2 separate regions of the Mus musculus genome follow, and region 2 is linked to region 1. The links are chromatin contacts, called in public HiChIP or PLAC-seq maps. All regions are on one chromosome and are shown on one strand. The core of a region is the stretch at or near the end of the contact, and the rest is flanking DNA. Distances in the headings are between cores, read along the strand shown.

Region 1 (6,686 bases), core at 2,184-4,683:
TTCTTCATTTTTTCTTCTTTTTCTGGCTTGCTCGCTGATCTATTTCCAACAATGTATTATTCTTAGCTGGATGTGGGAGGAACAGGGAGATTTCAGTGTGGTTGCTCAGATCAGTTGATTTCATGAACTTCATTATGAGGGTCTTGACTTAAGGCTCAGTCAGGATAGTTAGAATTGATAATATGAATCCTATTTGAATTTTTGCTTCAAAATATATAATAGCTGAAAGCTTTAGAATGGATTTTTCTGTATTTCATAAGAGCTTCCAGTTTGATTTTTTTTTTTTTTCCTTCCTCCGAGACCGGGTTTCTCTGTGTAGCCCTGGCTGTCCTGGAACTCACTCTATAGACCAGGTTGGCTTCAAACTCAGAAATCCACCTGCCTCTGCCTCCCAAGTGTTGGGATTAAAAGCGTGTAACACCACTGCCGGGCTCAGTTTGAAATTTTATGATGCTCAAATAAAATTCTAATGAGCCTTTTAGTTTTTTCTTTCAGATCTATATATTTTACTTTATGTGTATAAATATTCTCCCTGCATGTACATATGTATACCACGTGCATTCTTGTGGGATTCTCCGAACTGGAGTTAGAGATTGCTGTGAACTACCATGTGGGTACTGGGAATTTGAGCTTTGGTCCTTTGAAAAAGCAGTAAGTTCTTTTATTGTTGAGTTGTTTCCCCAGCAAGCAACTAGTGAAGCTGTTAAAAGAACTTCCTTTTTTCTAAATGTGTGGGTCATGGGATAGAGTGATCTTCCTGTCTCCGCCTCTCTCCTCAGTGTCGGGATTACAGATGTGAGCCACCACATGTGGTTTACCTGTGCTGGGGGTTGATGCAGGGCTGTGTGCATTTTGGGGAAGTGCTTTATCAGTTGAGCTATGTCCCCAACCCCTAATTCAGCTTATTTCTCTCATTTCCCATATCTTAGTCAAATAACCAGTGTTTGTAATTTTTATAATGTGTTTGCAGATGTAACTTATCCAGATCAGAGATGCCCTTCTTTTTTGTTTTTTGGTTTTGTTTTTTCTGAGACAGGGTTTCTCTGTGTAGCCCTGGCTGTCCTGGAACTCACTCTGTAGACCAGGCTGGCCTCGAACTCAGAAATCCACCTGCCTCTTCCTCCCAAGTTCTGGGATTAAAGGCGTGCGCCAGCACCTCCAGGCTCAGAGATGCTCTTCTATAGGGCTGGGTTGGTCCTGAGTACTGTTCTTGGGAGTCCTGTTTTGTTGTCATCCTGTTTGTACTTAATGTAGACTGGCCGCCTTCTAAGGCGGGTGCGCATGTCCTCTACTTTTATTTACTTTATTTTTCATTTTTGGGTTTTGTTTTTGTTTTTTGTTTTGAGACAGAATTTCTCCTGCAACCCTAACTGTCCTGGAACTCGCTTTGTAGACCAGGCTGGTCTTGTACTCTCAGAGATCTATCTGCCTGCCTCCCAAGTGCTGGGATTAGAGGTGTGAGCCCCCACCCCTTGCCCTGCCTTACTTTACTTTTTGTTTACTACTGTATTTTCTTGAGCAGAGTTCATTGTTCTAGTTCTTGAGTGACTGATCACTCCACTGTTTAGCAAAGAACAACTTGGAAATCAACACTTTTAAAAGATATACATGATATAATATACATATTACATATTACCTATCAGTATAATATACAATATTATATGTATATGTAATTATATTACATATATATTTACACATATATATATAAAGTTCCCTTGTTTAAATATCTGATTATGTGGATGGATATTTGAATGTGTGTGCATGTGAAAAAATATAGATAGATAGATAGATAGATAGGTGTGTATTCATATATGCATACATATACATATGATAGTCTCTCTGTTTTCATGTACTATTTCAGGAATATTTTATCTAGTTTCTATCTGTTCTAGACAGTTTTTGTTGTTTGTTTTGTGTGCATGCATGGGGAGGCCAGATGTCCTTCTGGGTGTCATGCTTTGGGAGCCACCATATTTTATTGTTTTTGCTAGTGTGAGTGCAGGCATGCACATGCTGTGGTTTCTGTGTGGAGATAAGGGACAGCTTCGGTGGGCGTGGTTCTCACTTTGTACCTTCATGTGAGGTCAGTGTGGTCAGGTGCCTTACACGTAAGCCATCTTGGTGGCCCTTACTTTTTTTTTAAACTGTTTTTTTATTTTTATGGGACAGATTTTCTCACTGGATCCTAAGGCTTGCCAATTTTTTTAGAATGGCTGGCAATCAAGCTCCAGGCTTTTCTAGATTGCTGTGTTGTTAAAGTTATGTAGCATGTGGCATTTTACACTGTATTCTTTCAGTTAGTAATGCTCATGTACATTTTCCTATGTCTTTGCATGGCTTGATAGCTCCTGTCTCTTTTTGGTGCTGAAGAATATCGAATTGTTTGGATGCACCAGAGTTTACATTCATCCACTGAAGAATATCTTGGTTGCTTCCTTCTGTTTTTGGATAATTATGAATGAACCTGGTATAACTACTTATTTATGTGTTGTTGTGTGAAAGTAAGGTTTTAGCTCTTGGATTATATCTGCAAACAGTCTTCCTACGTAGTGTCTTGCATTCCCACTAGCAACGAATGAGAATTCCTGTTCCTGGTGTTTACTGGTATTTAATGGTGCTGACAATGTTCTGGGGTTTGGCCAATTTTATAGTCATGTGGTGACATGCTGTGTTTTGTAGTTTTGGTGACAGACGATGTGACACACACCTTTGCATGCGTGCTTATTTGTCTTCTGCACAGTTTTTATGGGGAAGTCTTTGACCCATTTTAAAGTCTGGCATTTTTGTTGAATTGTAAGAGGAGTCTACATTGAATAGTAGAGGTTGATCAGATCTATCTCTCTTCTGTGGTTTGCCTTTCTGTTCTCTTGATAGTGGCTGTTAAAGAATGTTAATGAGTCTAGACTATCAGTTCTTTTCCTTGGCACACTATGCCTTTATGCAGTATCTCCCTGCCCCCTACAAGGACATACACCATGTAGGTCTCCTAGGCTGCCTTCTAGGAGTCTCAGGAGTTCCTCTTTTGTTTTGAATGTGACTATCCAGGTGTAGTGCTGTCTGTTGAAAAGATTCTTTTGTCTCCATTGTGAAAACTGAGCTGCCTGTAAGGTGGGCTTGTTTCTGAACACCCAGTTTTATTCTCCTGATTTTTGGTTGTTGTTATTGACAGTAACTGTCTTGATACCTTTTTACACTTTCTAAATTGCACTTATGGGAAGTGTGACTTTCCAAACTCTGTGCTGTTCTACAGTAGAATAATTCTTGCTGTCATTATAAGGGTTATGATGAGAGACAAGTGAGAAAGTTTATTCTAAGCTTTAGGTTAGACTGTGAAGGATAAAACTACGTTTTTTGAGTCATGTTCTCACTATGTAGCTCTGGCTGTCTTGGAATTCACCATGTAGGCCAGGCTGGCCTCAAACTCAGAGATCTGCCAGCATTCGCCTTTCATATGCTGGGATTAAAGACATGAGTCATTACCTACAACCGGCTATTCTTGGTCATGAAAATAAATAAATCAAAACTGATAAAGAACCAGTCCTCTCAGGAACAATGTGTTAAAGAAACCAGCAGTGCCAAGATCCTGTTTCCATTATAAGCCCTTACTTATGAAGGGATGGAGACATGACAACATGGAAAATTGACAGCTGAGAGTAGGTATCTGAAAGTTTGTTAGTTACCAAGCTTGCAGTGCCTAACCTTGAACTTCTGTCTTTTGAGCAAGTAACAACATCACGTTATCGCAACTTTTCATGTTACAGAATTGCATGTAATTTAAAGGAGGCGGTTAGGATTGAGTTTCAGATTTCAGTGCTGGTGAGACAGCAGAGCCGGTCAAGGCACTTGTTGCATAAGCTTGATGGCCTGAATTTAATCTCTGGAATTCCTGTAAAAGTTCAAGGAGTGGACTGACTCTATAAAGTTGTCTTCTGACCTCCAATGCATGCTGTGGCATGTACCCCACTCCCGATCTCTCGCTCTCTTAACCCCCGCCCCCTACACACACAGATAGACAGAGACAGACAAAGAAGAGAGACAAGAGAAAGGAAAATAGTTCAGTAATTTAAAAACAACTTGAAGTGATGTTATATATGTATTGGGCTAAATAAAATGTGTTACTAAAAGTAATTTCACCGCTACTTGTTATTCTTTTAATGTGACTGCTGAAAAACGCAAATTTGCAGATGACATTATGTTTCTGTTGGTAAGTTCGAGCTGAGATCATCATCTAGTTATCATATGATTATAGCCTGGATTAGGGTGATGCTTACTAAAGTAAGAAGTTTTTAAGGGATTCTACAGTATCCATATACATTGCAAAGATTCCATTTTACTAGGTTGTGTGCTTCTGTTATAGCTTTGTAGCAATAGCAACAACAACCAGCTTTTGAAGGGAAGGGCAGTATTACTTTGTTTTTATTTTGTATATATTTACCCTTGGCTAGAGTCATAGGAAACTGAGTGAGTAAACAAGAACAATAAGGTAGTATGCATTTCATAAAGCCATTTGGAGTTTTAGGATATAAATCAATGGGTTTGTTTGTTTGTTTGTTTGTTTTTTGATTTCCTTTCTTTTGTTTTTTGTTTTTTTTAAAGATTTACTTACTTATTATATGTAAGTATACTGTAGCTGTCTTCAGACACTCCAGAAGAGGGTGTCAGATCTTTTTACATTTGGCTGTGAGCCACCATGAGGTTGCTGGCAATTGAACTCAGAACCTCTGGAAGAGCAGTCAGTGCTCTTAACCACTGAGCCATCTCTTCAGCCCATGTTGTGTTTGTTTGTTTGTTTCAACACGGGGTTTCTCTGTGTAGCTCTGGCCATCTTGGAACTCACTGTAGATCAGACTGGCCTTAAACCCTTAAACACAGATTCACCTGCCTCTGCCTCTTGAGTGCTGGAATTAAAGGCGTGTGCCACCACTGACTGGCTCCATCAATGAGTTCTTACTACCCATAATTTATTACCACAGTAACACTAGTTAGCCATGTTAGTCATGTTCTTCTTAAAATGCAGAAGGGTGAGGGACCTTAGTCTCTAGCTTGTGTAGTCATGAGGATGCCGTCCAGCATCATTTCTCAGGTTTGGACATTTGCTAACAATACGAATGTGCCTAAGTTTAGAGCCGTAACTTTTCAGAATACTTGTCCATTCCAGTTTAGCCAATTATTTTATGTGATTTGAAATTACTCCTATATTTTGGTTGACATAAAATCAATGAAAAAATAATCATTGAAATTAAATGTGGGGCTGGAGAGATGGCTCAGTGGTTAAGAGCACTGACTGCTCTTCTGTAGGTCCCGGGTTCAAATCCCAGCAACCACATGGTGGCTCACAACCATCCGTAATGCAATCTGATGCCCTCTTCTGGGGTGTCTGAAGACAGCTGCAGTGTACTTACGTAGCATAAATAAATAAATTAAAAAAAGAAATTAAATGTGCATGATAAATTTTGATATATATTGTATGTCCAATGAAAGAAGAAATGTAGAAGTTTTCAGGTATAACCAAAAAAGAAAAAAAAGCACTTTTTTTCTTCAGTCATGGTTTTTGGATGTACTGTGTTTATTTTGCTTTCAATTTTGGTTGTTTCTTTTTGGAGACCAGGTGTCATCATGTTCCCTTGGGTATCCTGGAACTTGCTGTGTAGACAGGCTAGCCTCCTGCTCACTGAGGTCTGCCTGCCTCAGCTTTCCTTTCTGTTGGAGTCAAAGGCGTGCACCATCAGGCTCAACATGCTTATGTATTTTATACCTCTAGAAATTGAATTAAAGTTCATGGAGAAAAAAAAGATTGTAGCATTTTAAAATATTTTTTTGCCTTTCAGATAAAATCAAAGACAAAATTAAAGAGAAAGACAAAGAGAGAGAGAAAAAGAAGCATAAAGTAATGAGTGAGATCAAGAAAGAAAATGGAGATGTAAAGATTTTACTGAAAAGTAAGTTATATTGAGTGAATGTTTTCTACATTGTATACTATCCAGTATATTTATTAGCCAAGCTGTTAAAATAAGAAGTGTTACTTGATACCAATATTTGCTAAGAGTAATTATGCTGTGAGTGCAGAGCAAGTCCAGGGGTTGGGAATTGTAATCTGCGTGGGACTGTGCTTTGCGGTCTGTATTTAAGGAATTCTTAAGGCTTTCATGATTCCGCTTCAAAAACATAAATTATTTTAAAAACAAGTTGTATAATTTGGTGTGCTCATTATTCGTTTTTAACCATATTTATATAATTGGAAATAAGAGGCTAAAGCAATTTTGTCATGGTAGGATGGTGACATCCCTCCTTACAGACACTGGAGCATAACCGTTCATCAGAGAAGGACTGAGAGGGAGCAGTTACTCCGCCCCCGCCAAGCGCCAAACCAGGAGGGATGCTCTTTTATTCTCTCTTCCTTGTTTACGAGTATCCTCTCTAGCTTTAAAAAAAATACAAAAACATCCTCTTTGTTTCTTGTTTCCATGTTAAACTGTATTCTGTTACTGTTTATACATGGGGAAGAGTAGGAAGAATTTTGTTGTAGAATGTTGGGCAGTAACATCATAAATCATATAAAAACAATTTATGTTACAATAGAAATAAAAACAATCTCAGATTTACTTAGGAATGTCTGAATCAGTGATGTTCTCATTAGGCAGCTGGGAAGCCATTGGCTGGCCTGTTAAATTAGATGGTTAATCTAA
Region 2 (6,322 bases), core at 3,808-6,307, 660 kb before region 1:
CAGCAGTTATGTGAAAATCCAAATCCATTCATGCACGAATTTCACATCCAAATGATGCATAGGATCCAGTTAGATTTGTGTTTTGCTGTTATTGTTGCTATAATTAATATCCTATTAGAACTTATAGTTGGGGATGATTTAATCCTAAAATGTGGGTAAAATAAACTTTTCAAGTTTGCTAATAAAAATCAGATAGTAATGAGACTAGAGAAGGAATCCCAGTGGGTAAAGAGCTTGGTGTGCATGTGTGAAGACTGGAATTTAGATCCTCAGCACCAACCCAGCAAGCTGTGTGTAGTGTGCATTTGCAACCCCAGTGCTGGGGGCAAAGATGGGCAGACCCTGGGGACAAGTTGGCTGGGCAGTCTAGACAAAAAGGAGTCTTTGAAGTTCATTGAAAAACTCTGTCGTAAGCAAGCAAGCAAGTAAGTAAGCAAGCAAGCAAATAAGTAAATAAATGTGGGGAAGCAGTCAAGGAAGACATCCTAATATCAATCTATTGCCTCTAAATGTGCCTACCTGGGCAAGACCACACACACACACACACACACACACACACACACACACACACACACACAAAGGTATACATGGCCTTCCCAATGACACAATGGCAATACATAAGCAAAATGTGAAGGTTTTACCTTTATTTCCATATTTAGATGTATGAAAGTTTTACATCTTGATGAAATCTGATTTATCTTTTCCTGTGTTGCTTTTGCTTTGGATATTATAGGACTTACTTTATATTTTCTCCTAAGAATTTTATAGCTTTAGTTCTTCTGTTTAGGTCTTTGATCCATTTGGGGTAAGTTTTTTAAAAAAAATTTTTTATTTTTATTTTTTTATGGAAGTAGGTATAGAAGAGTGTCCCATATCCATTTTTTTCTATTTCAGTGTCCAGCATAGTGAGAAACTGTTTTTCCTCAGTAGGATAGTTTGGTCTAGCCATAGAAGGATGTATCTGTTTCTGGATTCTCCATCCCATGTGCTGTATGCCTGTTCTGGGACTTAGTGTTTTGATTTTTGCAGCTTTGTAGTTAAGTATGAAGTCAGGAAATGTGACCTCTCCAGCTGTTGTTTTTAAAAGTTGTTTTGAGATCTCTTGCATTTACATGTGAACTTGAAGACTGGCTTCCATTTTTACACAAGAAGCCTTTGGAAATTTGACAGATTCGATTGAGTCTGTAGACTTTAGGTAGAATTGACACCTTGGCATTTTTACTGTTCATAGTGTCTTTGGTAGGATTGTCTTATAAGGTCTCAATTGTGTGCATTTAGTGTTTACATCACCAGCAGTTGTAAAAACCTGGTTTAGTTCCTCTTACTGTTACTGCACCTTCCAGTTCACAGACACGGACTGTTGCTCTGATTCTTCAATCACCTCCAGTTCCTGTCAAGGTGTTTCCTCACATGGGGTCTGAGGACTAACCTTTCACCTCCTTAGTTGAAAGTATTCCTAAGACTTTTATTCAAAAGTGAGACTGTAAGCTCCTTCAGACATGCAAGGAAATCTAATGAACAGCAGTGTGCTGACCCCTGGCATAGTCCAGCAAGCATAGCACGTGGAATTAAAGTCTCCTGATGGCCTTTTCTTCCCTGCTTTCTTGAATTAGTGTTTGCTATTCCACAGGACAATACAGAACCTCCCAAGTGTGTCTCTGTCCTAATCTTGAGAACCTTTGAATGTGCCACCTTACATGGCACAATCCTTTTTTCAGATGTGATTAAGGGTCTTGAGATGGGACAGTTAGCCTGGATTATCAGGACACCTCTCCTGAAATGTCAGGATCCCTGAAAAGAAAAGAGAGAATCAGGGCCTCTTGCAATATTCCTTTCCAAGGGCTGGGTGAGCTCTAGGGACTCTAACTTTGATGACCCAGAGATATAAGTTACCCAGGATCTTCCTACGGGGTAGCTATGTGAATTTTGTGGAAGAAAACAGGTTTGCTTGTTTATTTATTTATTTATCCACTTATTATTGAAAGAAAGTCTCAATAAACACTAGAGGTCCTGAAACTCACAATCTCCCTGCCTCTTCAAGTGATATGATGGCAGATAATGTACAAGCTAATCCAGTTTGTTGTCCTTTTGGACCAGATCAGTTACCCAGGTACAGATCTGATCCTGGGGGTTTGTCGACAGTAAAATACTCTTCAAGGGTGAACTGTCTCACCTCTTTTTTTTTTTTTTTTTTAAGAATTATTTATTTGGGGCTGGAGAGATGGCTCAGCGGTTAAGAGCATTGACTGCTGTTCCAGAGGTCCTGAGTTCATATCCCAGAAACTTATATATAATAAATAAATAAATCCTTTAAAAAAGGAATTATTTACTTAATATACATTAGTACACTGTAGCTGTCCTCAGACACACCAGAAGAGGGCATCAGATCCTATTACAGATGGTTGTGAGCTACCATGTGGGTGATGGGAATTGAACTCAGGACCTCTGGAAGAGCAGTCCATGCTCTTAACCATTGAGCCATCTCTCCAGCCCCTGTCTCACCTCTTACTGTGAGCTTCCCATATCATGCCAGCCAGGGCCTTTTCCAGAAGAGCTGAGAGATGCAGAGAGGTTGATTTCCCCACCCCCATCTACCAGATACCGAGGTGTCATCACTATGGGTCAGTCAGGCTCTCCTGGTGGCTCTGCAGCCATGTTGTGGGGACTCATGCACTGTTGGACATCTCTAGTGAAGTGTCTGGATAATTGCTTTTATTAGTTAAAGTATGTCTTTTCATAAGATTTTAAAATTTACCTAAATTATAATAGTAAGCCAAATGAATAAAAATGAGATGTTAGTACTCAAGGAAAATATCAGAGCAAAAAGCATTATTAAGCTGTGATTTTTGTCTTCTAACTGGTGAATTTTCAATAACTGATTGTGACTTTTCCTGAGTGTAGTGATATCAGCACGCCTATAATCCCTGCATTGGAGAGACTGAGATAGGAAGATCAGGAATGGCTAGCCTGGGCTACATAAGACTCTGTTTAGAAAAAAGAAAAAACCACATGTGACTATTGATATTCGTGGGTTCTTATTTCATTTTATAGGTAGTCATAAAATATTGTATTTTATAGACTTTTTTCTTCATGCCTTTTTAAAAAGTGAGTTTTAACACTTTTCCTACGTTTATGTTTAGAAAATATACAATATTTTCCTGCCGTTTTTTTCAATGATTACTCGTTTTTAAAATATGTGCTTCTTTAAAAAAATAATTGTGTTCTTTGAAATTTCTTACATATATGTAATGTGTTCTAGTACTCTCTTTCACATTCTCCTGCCTCCCGTCCCTACTAACCCTGCCCTCGAAATCTCTACCACATGCTTTCCCCAGATTCATGACTTTTGCCTTTGTTTTATGACCCGCTCAGTTTACCCAGAGACATCTGCGTGAACACTAGGTTGGAACCATCCACAGGTGAGGCCACTAGTGGACACACAACTGAAGAGCATGGCTGTCCCTCTCCCTGAGTGTATCAGTAGCAAATACTTCAGCGGTGACTGGAGGCGCCTGAGCTGTTCCGCCCATGCCTAGGTGTTGACAGGCCCGTTTTTTTGTGCAGACCCCGCACAGACATCTGCAGCTGCTGAGAGTCCGTGTCCTGCCCAGATGGAGTTAGTTATCCATCGCCCTTCCGTATCTTGCCGCTCTTGCATTCTTCCTGCCTCTCTTCTGCTGCATCCTCTGAGAGCGTGGTATAAATACACTGATTAGGGATAGGCCCTCCGCCATCACATATTCTCATCGTTTTGAAATCTCTGTGCTCACCAGTGTCCACTAGAAAGTATTCTCTCATTAAGGCCAAGAGTAGCTGTAAAAGTTCCGGCTTTTCTATACCTGCCCTTGTTCCTGAATAATGACATGGACACCTTGATAGTTATTAAAGGCTTCAAGCACTACAGCTGGGCAGATTCTGATCTATTCTAACCCGACTATGTTGCCCAGGCCTACTTCCTGAGCCACGAGGGGTTACATGCAGTCTTCCTCTCACTTTGGCTTCGCTGTCTTCTGGTAGACTCCCTGGTCTCCAAGAACCTCAGCCTGTTTCAAGGCACGGAAGTCCCGCCTTCTCTCCTGTCAGCTATAGGCTGATCAGCTCTTTATTGACCAATCAGAAGACGATGAAGAACAATGTTTTACAAAAAAAACAAAACAAAAACCGAGTCAGGAAATACTTCTTAATAAGGACAATAGCCAATGAAGGAGCTAGAGAAAGTAGCCAAAGAGCTGAAGGGGTCTGCAGCCCCATAGGAGAAACAACCATATGAACTAACCAGTACCCCCAGAGCTCCTTGGGACTAAAGCACCAATCAAAGAAAACACATGGTGGAACTTGTGGCTCTAGCTGTATATGTAGCAGAGGATGGCCTAGTCGGCCATCAATGAGAGGACAAGTCCTGTAAAGGTTCTATGCCTCAGTATAGGGGAATGCCAGGACCAGGAATGGGAGTGGGTGGGTTGGGGAGCACGGGGAGGGGGGAGGGGGTTTTCGGAGGGGAAACTAGGAAAGGGGATAACATTTGAAATGTAAATAAAGAAAATATCTAATTATACATATATGTAAATTAATATTATAGCAAGTCCTGGCTGCATCCAGGTCTCTGGGTGCAGATATTAGCATTTGAATACACAGTGCACAAAAACACCCCCTGCAAGTAGCATTTGTCGATGAGTGTAAATATAAATATTCAGAAGGCAGTTTGAGAAGTGTGGAGTGCTTCCTGAGTTTTTAGATCCTCCTCACTCAAGAACTATACTTCTTTGTATTGCTTAACCCGAAGCCAGCACAACATGCACACTTTTTAGGCAATAACAATGTGAACGAATAGGTATAGTTTTCTTCCTGAGCGAAAACCGAATTTAGAATAGTTTAGTCGTGATTGCTCTCTCCATTCTTAGGTTATTATCATCTAGTGTTTAGTCTCTTTAAAATTTGAGAGTGCAGGTGCTGAAGAGGCCAGCAGAGGGCAGTGGGTCCCCTGGAGTGGATGTTACCCGCAGTTGTAAGCCACCCAAATTGGGTCCTCAGGCTCAGCAAAGCATTCTTAACTGTTGAGCAGTCTCTCCTCTAATGCTTTAGTCACACTACTGTTTTACAAGGTTAGTGTGGGTAGCTATGTACTGGTTAGATTCTTTGCTCATCATGAACTATTTGTATCCTCCACCCCTTTGGGGATTTCAATATTCTTCGGAAAGTGTGTGTGTGTGTGTGCACTTTCTCTCTTACTCCTATTTAATTTTAGATTTTAGTCTTTTTTGACAGTATCTTTCTCAAGAATGCTGTCTTCCTTGTATTGATTACCTTAAACTTAAAACTTAGGAGTTTTATGATCACAGTCTGACCAGTGATGTTTTCATTTCTGTTTACGCTTACTGGATTTTCTCCTCGTGTTGGTTAGCCTTTAGTTTTATTTGGGCTTAATTTGTGGCAGTTCTGTAATGCTTGGCTCCAGTTTGTGTCTCTTTAGAGAAAATGATTTATTTCTGACCAATGTCCCAGGGGTTATTTTCAATTTGGAACCATGTTTCATGCTAATATATCAAATCCAGCTGCAAAGATCATAGATTTCAGGTGGATTCCATAAACAGTTAAAGCAGGCATGGCAGCTGGTCTTTGCTTACCAGTTCTTTGGGGGAGGGTTTATTTTTATTCCAACGGCATTATAATGTGTAGTATGTGCCTCTGTTGGATAAGTGTGGTGACTGTCTCCTGTGTCTGCATAGGCTTACAGAGCTCATTTGTCATGAAACCATCCCTATTGCCTTCCAGACACTTGTACCAGGAGTGCTTGTCAGTCTGGATTTATAAACTTTCTTTACTTAAAAAAAAATTCAAGTTATGTTTAAAATTTGTTTTAGTATTTATTGATGTTTTGTATCAAGAATATTTTTTCCCAATCTGCTACTTATCCAGAGATGGAAACCAGATGGGTTTATTGAGCTTTCCTAAGAATATCATAACTTTAGGAAAATGCAGTTCATCTTAGCAATTATTAAATGAGTTCTGTGTTTTAGCTACTATTTAGAGAAAGATCACTAGCTTTCTTCCAGAATACTTCCTTCATGCAGAAAACAAGCATGCTCATCTTTTTGCTATCTTTCTGTAGCTATCAGTTTGAACTATCACATGATCATATTTTCAAGTGGTTTATATAAAACTTTCTACAGAGTTTGCAGCTCAATAGTAATAAAATATTGTAAAGAACTATGAACAGAGACTACATTATAGAGTTCCACCTAGTACTTTGTTTAATTCACTGTAAGAATATAGTTTATGATGCAGCTTTAAAAAAATTCCCAGATTTATGTTTATAAGAGTC

What was found. HiChIP or PLAC-seq counts read pairs in DNA pulled down with a chosen protein or histone mark.
Region 2: a contact with region 1 is called in a CTCF HiChIP or PLAC-seq map of the NIH/3T3 cell line, with 5 read pairs. The contact joins two enhancer-like sites. A contact is called at or near these places in 1 of 15 datasets of contacts at CTCF or cohesin (the NIH/3T3 cell line) and 2 of 9 other capture datasets (adipose tissue and embryonic stem cells).

What each region holds. Positions count from the first base shown.
Region 1 is chr5:20,926,873-20,933,558 of GRCm38.p6, reverse strand. Rsbn1l (round spermatid basic protein 1-like) reads left to right here. Exons shown (of 8, transcript NM_001080977.1): 2 at 5,829-5,939. Among named protein-coding and RNA genes, the nearest start is that of A630072M18Rik, 21 kb to the left of the region's middle. Within about 2 kb of position 3,433, at least 73 of the 459 cell types and tissues checked have an H3K27ac peak or open chromatin away from gene starts, as enhancers often do. A contact at or near this core is called in the NIH/3T3 cell line, where this site is marked.
Region 2 is chr5:21,585,641-21,591,962 of GRCm38.p6, reverse strand. The region is part of intron 7 of Fbxl13 (F-box and leucine-rich repeat protein 13); the gene reads left to right. Among named protein-coding and RNA genes, the nearest start is that of Lrrc17, 45 kb to the right of the region's middle. Within about 2 kb of position 5,057, at least 40 of the 459 cell types and tissues checked have an H3K27ac peak or open chromatin away from gene starts, as enhancers often do. A contact at or near this core is called in the NIH/3T3 cell line, where this site is marked.